Linked DNA regions of Bombyx mori: region 1 is linked to region 2. A link is a contact called in public Hi-C data. All regions are on one chromosome and are shown on one strand. The core of a region is the stretch at or near the end of the contact, and the rest is flanking DNA. Distances in the headings are between cores, read along the strand shown. Region 1 overlaps LOC101740250 (klarsicht protein). Region 2 overlaps LOC101740250 (klarsicht protein).

The links. Hi-C and Micro-C count contacts between places; a contact is called where the count stands out from the background.
Region 1: a contact with region 2 is called in a Hi-C map of posterior silk gland, with 1.8 times the contacts expected there. The contact joins two enhancer-like sites. A contact is called at or near these places in 3 of 7 Hi-C or Micro-C datasets (middle silk gland, posterior silk gland and whole pupa).

What each region holds. Positions count from the first base shown.
Region 1 is chr7:5,013,998-5,018,969 of ASM3026992v2, reverse strand. It overlaps LOC101740250 (klarsicht protein), which reads left to right. Exons shown (of 25, transcript XM_062669363.1): 18 at 209-1,015; 19 at 3,246-3,342. Among protein-coding and RNA genes, the nearest start is that of LOC110386098, 7.0 kb to the right of the region's middle. Within about 2 kb of position 1,704, at least 3 of the 8 cell types and tissues checked have open chromatin away from gene starts, as enhancers often do.
Region 2 is chr7:4,974,933-4,980,493 of ASM3026992v2, reverse strand. It overlaps LOC101740250 (klarsicht protein), which reads left to right. Exons shown (of 25, transcript XM_062669363.1): 25 at 1-242. Among protein-coding and RNA genes, the nearest start is that of Sfrs6, 3.9 kb to the right of the region's middle. Within about 2 kb of position 2,278, at least 2 of the 8 cell types and tissues checked have open chromatin away from gene starts, as enhancers often do.

The sequences.
Region 1 (4,972 bases), core at 455-2,954, 39 kb before region 2:
AATAATAAGGATTATCTTTGCGATTTGAACATCTGTGCTGCAATTTTCAATTACCGAACTCCAATAATTTTTAAACTTATTATTATATTCGTCTGAATCATTTTCGATGCTTGACAGCGATAATGCATACAACGATACGCTCATAAAGTAATTCTTAAATAATTGATTTCTTTTCACTCCGTCGTAACTTTCATGTTATTGTCCGCAGGAAAAATACAACTCTGAACCTTACTCCGAAGCCCCAGATTCTGACGCCGCACGTCGGTTGCTCGAGTTCGGTGACGACTACCGAGCTTTCTTGGATTCACAGTCGGACTGCTGCTCTAGCTTGTCCGCACAACCAGAACACGATCAGAGCCCCAGTGGTACTCGAAGAAGGCGACCTCCCTCCGAAATGTCCAGGGAGAGAAGCTTACCGCGTCACAAGCGTCCCACGAGAACCTCCCCGGTCGAAACGCCTTCTAGAAAGCCCAAAAAGTCGATGTCCAGCGCTGAACGCAAAAAAACATTACTCGACAGCCTAGAGAGATCGAGGAACAACACTAGTCTAGAGAGCAACGACGGAGTCCGGCGCCGGAAGCCATCGGACATGGAACGGAAGAAACACTCACCAGAATTCGACTTGCTCAACGTGCAGGCTCTCGGCCGCCGACGTCACAGCTCCAACATGACCAGCGACGAGGTGAACAGCTCGCTCGAGTACACCGAAGTGAATAACAGACCGGACATTCTGGACTCGCTGAACCGACGTCGCAGGACCGAGAAAGACGGGGAGGCGGAGTTGCAAAAGGTCGCGCTTTCTGAACTGAGGCGGCGATCCACAGAGAGCATTGATTCTGAGGACGAGACGTCGAGTCCCAAGAAGCACAGCCGAAGGACGTGGACGGACGAATCGGAGTCGGAGGCGGAGGAAGTGAGGTCCCTGGTGCGGCGCTCGAGCTCGGCGCTGGACGCCGCCGAGGCGCTGCTGGAGCGGCACGAGGCCTCGCCCGACCTGCTGCGCGCCTTCGACTACGTAAGGCCCCCATTCGATACAGATTTCAGCACTAGCTATCCGGACTGCGAGGGGCGGCGCCCGGCGTGCTTCAGGGCGCGCCTGTGTCTGGCCGTAGCCGCCTTCTCGATCTTGATCATAGTTTACGTTCACTTGCAATGACATATCGTCCTTTCGCATTAAAAGTGTACAATTTTCAAAAATATTCGAAATTGAGTTAATGTGCGGTAGGCAGCGGCTTGGCTCTGCCCCTTGCATTGCTGAAGTCCATGGGCGACGGTAACCACTCACCATCAGGTGGGCCGTGTGCTCGTCTGCCTACAAGGGCAATAAAAAAAATATATCTACGTCAAAATTTGGTATCACCAGTATTTTTCTCATAAATACTGTCAAAAGAGCGTAGTCTAGTTTTTTTTTACTACTATTACTACTATTAAATAAATATACATAATTTTATCTTACTTTAAAAGACAGATAATGTAACTGGTAAAAAATTAAAAAATAATGTTGCAAAAATGATTAATATTCAAAATATCACAAAGGTTTAAACCTTTAAAACACTCTCCTGTAAAATTAGTAAGTTTTGGGATTATACAGTTTTAATGCGAGAAGACGATATGGGTTGGGCTTGTGTCGTAATAATTATTCTATGTGTAAGTATATGGATTAAACACGCTGCGATCGTCAGACACGCGGATGTTACTTACGTTGTAGGTGATTGAAAGTGGAGGGTCTGTGCGTCGTTTGTGTCAGCAAGCCTAGTCCGGTCGGTACCGATCGGAGATTGCCTATGACTTTTGTAAGCTCACACGTGCGAATGCGTCTACAAAAGTATTCAGAGAAGAGAGATGCATTCCCATGACCGTTGCTCAACTTATTGTGTACAAAATGTAAATTGTAGGCATTTATAAATATAGACTTAATAAAAGAATTAAGATTTAGTGTGACCATCGCAGCAAATACTAACTTTACAATTAACATTTTATTTCATCGCCATCACGGTCTTAAAGAGTGATAAAATAATTCACAAATTTCTATTTAATTTTATAATCAAACCGTTAACAGTTTCGTTCTTTAGAATATCCAAGTTCTGAATGATTGTTTTTTTTTTTTTTCATTTCACTAACCCCTTCGCTGTCGTGTGTTTGTGTGTTGTGTAGAATACTAACTGCCTGGATTTCTTTTTGTTACAATATCTTACGTCTCTGGTGGTGATAATTTGGTGCTAAATCAAACAAAGGTTAAGACTACTAATTTATAAAACAATAGTGTAAAGGTTACTGAACGCTTCAGTTAGGAATCATTCACAGTTACCTGTCTTATTAGTCGATTGAAAAAATGAAATGTCAAATTGACAGACGTCACATTTGACGATTTCGTTCGATACTAGAGAAGGATGAAAGCCCTAACTCTAAACTTTGGGAAAATAGTACTAATTTAAAATCGCCATTGCATTAATTAATTTCATAATAAAATTATTATTACATTAATATTAGTTGGGTGTGTACTTACCTCATAGGAATACAAAGCTCTTGTCATTCAGTGATATATAGTTGTAACGTTTATCTAGCTTTGTTAATTATTTACATTTGGTTGTAATTTGTAATTTTTTTGATAGAAAAACATATTTATTTTGTAACTACGTGAATCGACTGAACTCCGCAGTATCTCACTATAAGGCTTTCTTTATGTAATAAATAATGTTATGTTGAATAGGGACAGGTTGTTAATTGATTTTATTTTTTATAAAAGATAATGTTAACAGCGACCTTTGTATAACTTGTTTAAAAAAATAAATGTTTAAATTTTGAAAATTAAAATGGAGTTTCAGTCAATTAACACCCTACTCTCTCAACAAAGATACAATCACACGAAGCACAGATAATACAGAATTACTATTAGACATAAATAGTATGAACACGGGTTTTACGAAATTCAAAATATTTTAGTTTCTTTTTATTTCGGGCCTGTTCAATTTCTGCTTTTCTAATGTGTGTTTGGCTTAATGACGTTTGGCTTAACTTCCTTCCTTATTTAATAGGAATGTTGCATGGTCCTGTATTATGCTTAAAAATAGATTTTATTTGAAATTGGCAAAAGAAAACGTAGAAGAATAACGGAAGAGAAAGTGAATTTCAATGCAGATTTTTGCTCGAGATGTTGAATAGAGACGTTCTCGATTTCATAATTGTAATTTGTAGTTTTTAAACGATTTTTTTGTTTGCAACAACATTTTTTTTTCGTGTCACAGACGGAGGTCGTGACTCGTTGTCGCGAAAATATCAACTTACTGGAAGCGAGTTTGGCTGGTGGTTCCCTTTCTGCGACATTGCAGCGCGATGTTAGAGGTAAGTTAATAATATTACGAGTTACGAAACGAAAAATAATATTGACAAAAATAATTATCGTTCTAATGCCAAAAACATCTTCGTGGATTTTAAATAAAACGTTACACATTTGAGTTTAAATTCGTTTTACATATTGTGTTCTATTTTATTATTATTTTGGGTCTTTTTTTTCTTCAAACTCTTCGTAAGCGGCCAGCAATCTATACTAATATATAAATCTACAGTGGTTTTTACGGATGTTCCGTTATAACTACTAAATCATGCATACGATTGACTTGAAACTTGGTATCCATGTAGAAAATACACGTACTTAATGGATAGGCTAATATTTATGTGAGTGTTGGACTCCCTACACCAGGTGTGGGGGTGAGATATCATAGTGTTAATTTTAAATGCCTAGCGAAGCGGACGGGTACAGCTAGTAATAAATAAAGTTAAGTTAATTAAGTAACATATTTATCTAATTCGAAATAAAATTCGGTTCATATTCGCGCAATATTTTGTTTCATGCAAAAGAAGTAACGAATCGAGAGATCTGATGCAAATTGCGGTTTCTTACTCATGTTTCGACCGGTTCTGGAAAGCCTTGCAATTTACGGATGGACGCCACATTGAAACAGAACACGTAGTGCTATTTTTATAGTAAACTAGCTGACCCGGCAGACTTCGTAGTGCCTCAATCGTTAAATAAAAGACACAAACAAAAGGAATCCGTCCGACGGAGGGACATCAAAAGGAAAACAAAATTGTTATTTTTATTTAATTCCGAGCATTTTCATATTTATCTACCTTTTAAACCTTCCCTGGACTTCCACAAATAATTCAAGACCAAAATTAGCCAAATCGGTCCAGCCGCTCTCGAGTTTTAACGAGACTAATGAACAGCAATTCATTTTTATATACATATATAGATATCAATCAAGTAATCGGCAAAGACAAGAGACAATTTAAGTTTGTTTTTTGTTTTTAATGAGCTTTGAAATGATTTTGCTTCGACCTTGTGCGCCAAATGAGGTGCAGCTCCATTCTGACAAATGATGCACACTGAAGGATCAGTAATTATGTAAAACTGACTTTAGTGTCAAAATGAATGAATATATCATATTTCAGATCAATGTCGTAAACTCCCAAGATGATAATTGACACGTTATATTATTAGCTTGACCTGTGTCTCAGTGGTGTAGATTGGGAGAGGCCTATGTCCAGCAGTGGACGACTGTGGGCTGTTGATGATGATGACCTGTGTCTATTTTTCTCGATTGAATCCTTTTGGTCTAATGTAAATAAATACATACATAATTATTTCAATTTTTTGTTAGGCTTGTATTAAAATGAAGAATAGTTTCGTTAAACTGTATTTTCAGCATTATGTTAGGTCAATGGGTAACAGTCTCGATGACCAAGGCTGATCGCTATATTTTTGCAGTTTTGGACGTGTTTGCCAGAACCAGTTTTTTTTTTCGTTTTTTTTTTACTTGTAACAGGCATGATTTACTGGCGGTCCGTTTTTATTTATTATCGACCAAGTGTGTGACCAGTTTCAAAGATGAAAATTGGCTTTTGAGCGGCATGTAAGTCAAAACGTGTTTTTATGTAGGTACTTAATTACAGTGTTTTTTATGTCATTAAT
Region 2 (5,561 bases), core at 1,029-3,528:
TGACAATAATGTAAACAGATGCAGCGAAAGTCATTCTTCGATGTTATATTGGCAGGGCCTTTATAGTGTGTCATATTTCTTTTAATTTCCTAATTTAGTTAATCGATATAATTGAAAGAAAATAGACATGCCTATGATGTGCATTTAATTTTTCGTTCTGCAGTTAAAGTTGTGAAGGCATTTTTATTGTATGCGTTGTGGCATGTTGGCTTTTGGAATGGAAATAAAAAATTATAATATAATGTCAGTTTTATTTAAAAAATATTCCTACAATCGTGAACCCTCTTTTCTGTAAGATAAGATTTTTTTTTTTTTTAAGTCAATACACATAGCAACAATCTATAATATAGCAAAGATGGACAGGGTGCTGCCATCATTAATATTACGTTACCGTTACTGGTGGGAGGACCTCTTGTGAGTCCGCGCGAGTGAGTACCACCGCCCTGCCTATTTCTGCCGTGAAGCAGTAATGCGTTTCGGTTTGAAGGGTAGGGCAGCCGTTGTAACTATACTGAGACCTTAGAACTTATATCTCAAGGTGGGTGGCCCATTTACGATGTCTATGGGCTCCAGTAACCACTTAACACCAGGTGGGCTATGAGCCCGTCCACCCATCTAAGCAATAAAAAAAAAAACGTCACCGAGGCCCTGAATTGCCATGCTTTAAGACATCTTTTTTTGCATGGAAACTAGCGACATCTTGTAGCGGATGCCTCTAAACTTATCGTTGTTAAAGTTAAGGTAATTAATTACCGGTAAAATGGGGCGATTAGGGATTGAGAGGCGAATCGGGAAAAAACCGGGAAAATCTTTCGACGCTCAATATATGTTTTATATTCGTTGCAAAATCTTCCATTTTTTGTAGTTTAATAGTAGAATGTTGAAAGTTCACAAAACAACTCTGAATATGCATGATAATAGCTGCTAACTTATAAAAAATCGCGTTTCAAATTAACTTCCTGTGGTGGTAATTATTTTAGTGCTAGAAACTTTGCTCTCTATTTGCTATTTGATATTAATAGAAGACGACTATGATTTATAAACGTTATTTAGTGTTTGAACCAGCATATATATTAAAGGTAAGTCTCAGTTGTTATTGGTTTTAATGTATTTGATTAAATAAAAATACATGTAAAAATCTGTTGTTTTTGAGGATATTGGGGACGTCTTAGGTATAAATAACAACGAAAAAGGGGTCAATTGGGATGAGAATACGTGATATGGAAACGACCTAAGTATAAATAGGTACAGGTTTGTAGGGTTGTCTATGTAGTTATAACAATATTTTTTAAATTTGTTGGTAAAAATTTGGTTTATTCGAAGCGAAATTGGGAATAAGTCTTTAGTTGAAATAGATAATCAATTTAATATAAGTAAGTCGATTTTGCAGAGACATGTAACAAGAAAATATTTTATATTTGTTCAGAGTGGGGGTATTCATCTGATTAATCCATGGAATAACCGACACACCTAATCTATTAACCCAGATAGAAAAATCAGCCCCTAAGTACTTACCAAGAACGGAGAAATATAAACCGTTTCTAAGAAAGCCCACTATATATGTATAAATAAGTGTATATATATATATATATATATATATTGTTGTTAATGCACTGTCGATTGCACCTATAATTGAGGTGATGTTTGCCATGTACTTTTGTCAGTTTTTCAATTTTTTTTATTGATGATCACTTTGTTGGTGCAACTAAATAAATAAATAAATTAAAACTATATATAAAAATAAAAGTAGTGCCAACCCTAGCAAATTTCTCATTTCGTCCCAATTAACCGCAATTTTCGGGTAAATAGGGATTACACCTATTTTTGCATTTTTTGCTTAAACTGGAATGTTAGTTGCATAATTTTAAATTAGACAACAAAGATGCCCCCAAGACTCAATCATTTTGATCCTGATATAGCATTATATACATCAACAACTACCTTAAAATTGGTCATAAAGTTGGAATTTGTCCCTAATCGCCCCATTTTACGGTACTGTATAGCCGACTTAACCTATTAGGTGTATGGCTCTAATAAAGAATAAAAAAAAAATTACTGTCTAAACACAGTAAATAAAAAAATTAATAAATCATACAAGTCTTTAGTTGTTATAGACATTGATTAAATTTTATCAATCTTTAGTTTCTGAATATTTACAAAATGCTTAATTAAAAAATATATATAGGATAGGTAATATGTTACTGCCATCTACAGGAGCAATGAGAAACTCATCGAAGCGAAACCATCTAGTGGCCGACGCCTGTAAACATTTTTGCTGAGTGCTTGATTTGCTTATCTTTAACTAATTTATGTGTATTATCTATGGACATCACTGTTGCTAGGTACGGTACCGTACCGTACGTTCTTCCCGAAAGCCATTGGCGTCCTTCTTTTTCTAAAAGGCAATCCTCTTCTTGCGATGCCATTGTTGCCGGTGTCAACTTTTTTTAAATAAATAAAGGTTATTAAATTCAATTTGAGAAAATGGAGCGGAATAAGGTGAAATCGATTTATTGAAATATTAATTGAATAAAACAGCATGAGATTTTCATTTATGAAAGGATGTCCTTTTTTGGTCAGGAGGAAATCACCGGACTTCCGCCCTCCACTGGGGATGGAAGGCGGAGCATGTCAGAGTCGAACCAACAAAACCTCCAGTCGCTCAACAACCCACGACCGAATATCGCATGAGACAGAACTCATGAAAAGACAAAAAGTGGGGGGAAAGTGAAGTGTTTAGTACGAAGCACATCTCTCCCATCACCCTCCCCCTCGGGACACCGGACCGGCGATCATCGGCGCCACGACCAGCCCTCTCGGTCGGCAGGCTATCCGAAGCCCGCGAAAGAATGTCCTAGCAAAATGGTGGGAATTTACTGAGACTTAGTGGACTTTCTGGAAGAAACTGCGAAGCAACGTCTAGTGACTTACTTTTTTGCCCACACTTGTCCACTATCGCAGGTGCTAAATGGTTAATAATTCATTATTATTACACGTTTCATCTGAAGAAACAATAAATTAAGAATATAATACGATTCAAACAACTTTTCTCCTGGCGTTCCGGCCAAAAAATCATGTCCTTCTTCAAACTAGGATTATAACGAGCTTTCAGCAAAGGTCAGCAGTTTGGTTGTGCCTCTGGCATTGCTGATATCCATTAGTGACGGAGAATATTGATCATGTAGGTTAATTATTATTGCTCACATCTACTAAAATAAAAAGAATATTTAAGAACATAAAATCTAGTTAAATTAGTTAAAATTGATTGATAAATTAATTTCTAATACTTTAGTAGATGGGCAAAAAGTTGAAGCATCTATTAAACTAGAGCAACTAGCTTTTAATTCTACCATTGAGGCATGGAGGATGGTAAGGAGTACCAACTCAGTCTATTAAAAAGTTTCCGCTGAAAGGCAGCCTGCTTCACTCTGTATATAACTGCTCTATTTATATTAGTTCCACTTCTATTTATATTAGTTCTGCTCTATTTATATTAGTTCACTAGGAAGTGATAGTAATTGTTTTTATGATCGATCAATCACCAATAGTCCTCGAACAAACGATAATTGATCAAAATTAATTAATCTAAGCGATAAAAATAAAGATATCTAGTAAGGAGGGGCAACTTAAGGGTGATCATTTGTTTAAATAATTATAAATAAACAAAAGACGAACAAACAATTTTTATATTCGAACATTAACGAACAAACAACGAACAAATTAAAAATAAAAAAAAATCCGAAAAAAAGAGGGGCTAAATTCACTGAGCCTATTAACTGTAATATCTAAGCCACGGTGTACATAAATTATATTGCCATAATAAAAAAGAAGATTAAGAACTCTTTATGGAGGGTAGAGGTAAGGAGAACCGTCTCTGTGTGAAAAAGTGTCCGTTCAAATCATAGACCTATATAGTAGGGACACGACATATTGTTCTATACGTACAATTGCTTATATAAATAGCACTCATTTTGAAGGCACACACATAAACATATATCTATCTCGTTCTTACTCAGCACTTTAACTCGCAGGAAAACAATATAACAGTATTTCAGTGCGTACATAAAATGAAACATGAATATACGTAAATGTCTCCGTCTCCGTCTAATGAGGCCGAAAATCCGCCATGTTTAGCGCGCCAAATGTCATTGTCACGTCAGTTCGGCCGTCTGTTTTGGGTTGTACATTATTTATTGACTTCGATATCGATTTAATATGATTGCTTAAATAAAATTTCTTATTTTATCATGCTTAAAACATACAAAAATAATAATTAAAACATATTTTATAGGATCTCAAGAAAGTCGATGCCCCAAAACTATTATCTATATATATTTAAATTCATTATGGAACCCTCATCCGAAAAATCAGACACCATTTTTCGGTCGCAATCTATTGATCATGACACTAATCATAAATACCTCTTTAAAATATGTCATCAAAACATATTTAGACATTCTGTTTAGATATTTCAGGAAAAAGGCTACCGACAAAATCTCTTCGGAACTATTTAAATAAAATAGTTTTATTCCGCAGTGAGTAAAACACTATTGTAAATTCGTTAAATATTTAATAATTAAGTGATTTTAGAGAGGAAGTCACAAGGAATGAAGTTTTTAATAATGAATAAATGTTCTGTATGTGTTTTTTTTTTATCACGCGGTCCCTTGATAAGTTTAAAATTTGAATCACTCTCAAGTGAAAGTGATTCAAATGGTGCGGCGCACCTTCCTTGGGGTGCGCTGCGGTAGTGTGTTACGGACTTTAGAGTCAGCAAAACAATTAAAATAGATTGTAATAGTCTAAGAAAAACACGTACTCAAAATACGATAACATTTAGCATGCTAGAAATGGGTAGATGGCTTTGAACTACGCCATATCTATAAGTTTTGCGACAAACAACAACTTTATAAAATCAGTGTAGCAACTTTTAAAAATCATCATATCATTTACTTGGCAAATTCGAAGGACGAACTTGTCTTAGATTTCACCCATCTAAATCATATCATATTTGCACATAACAATATACCTACTTACTTCCCATTAAAGTATAAATTCTACAAATAAATAATACTCAACAATATTTAAAATAAAATGAGCCAAGAACGTTTATCGATAAAACCTGATAACATTGAAATCTTTTGTACAGCACTAAAACCGCCATGTTTTGTGGCCAGATGACGTCACAGTGGCACGAATTTTTGGTTGACGTTTCGTTTCCATAAGTTTCCTACTTCAGTGGTTCAAATATAAATCTGCTAAATAAGGGCGGCGCTACCGGGTAAATTAAAAAAAAAGCGATAATAGTTATTAGAATAAGATAGAGAAATAAAAAAGGAGGAAAGAACTGTAAGCACTACAAAATCACAAAAAGTATATTATTTAAAGCTGATAAGAAAATGCAATCAATGTCTCCACGTTTTACCACAGTAAAAGTTTTAGGTTATATTGACGAAATTAGTTTTGACTACGTAAACATGTGAGGTTTTGTATATTACACTGTCACTAACTACTCTAGTCATTAAATATACTTATATTTCCTAACTCAGCATACTTCAATC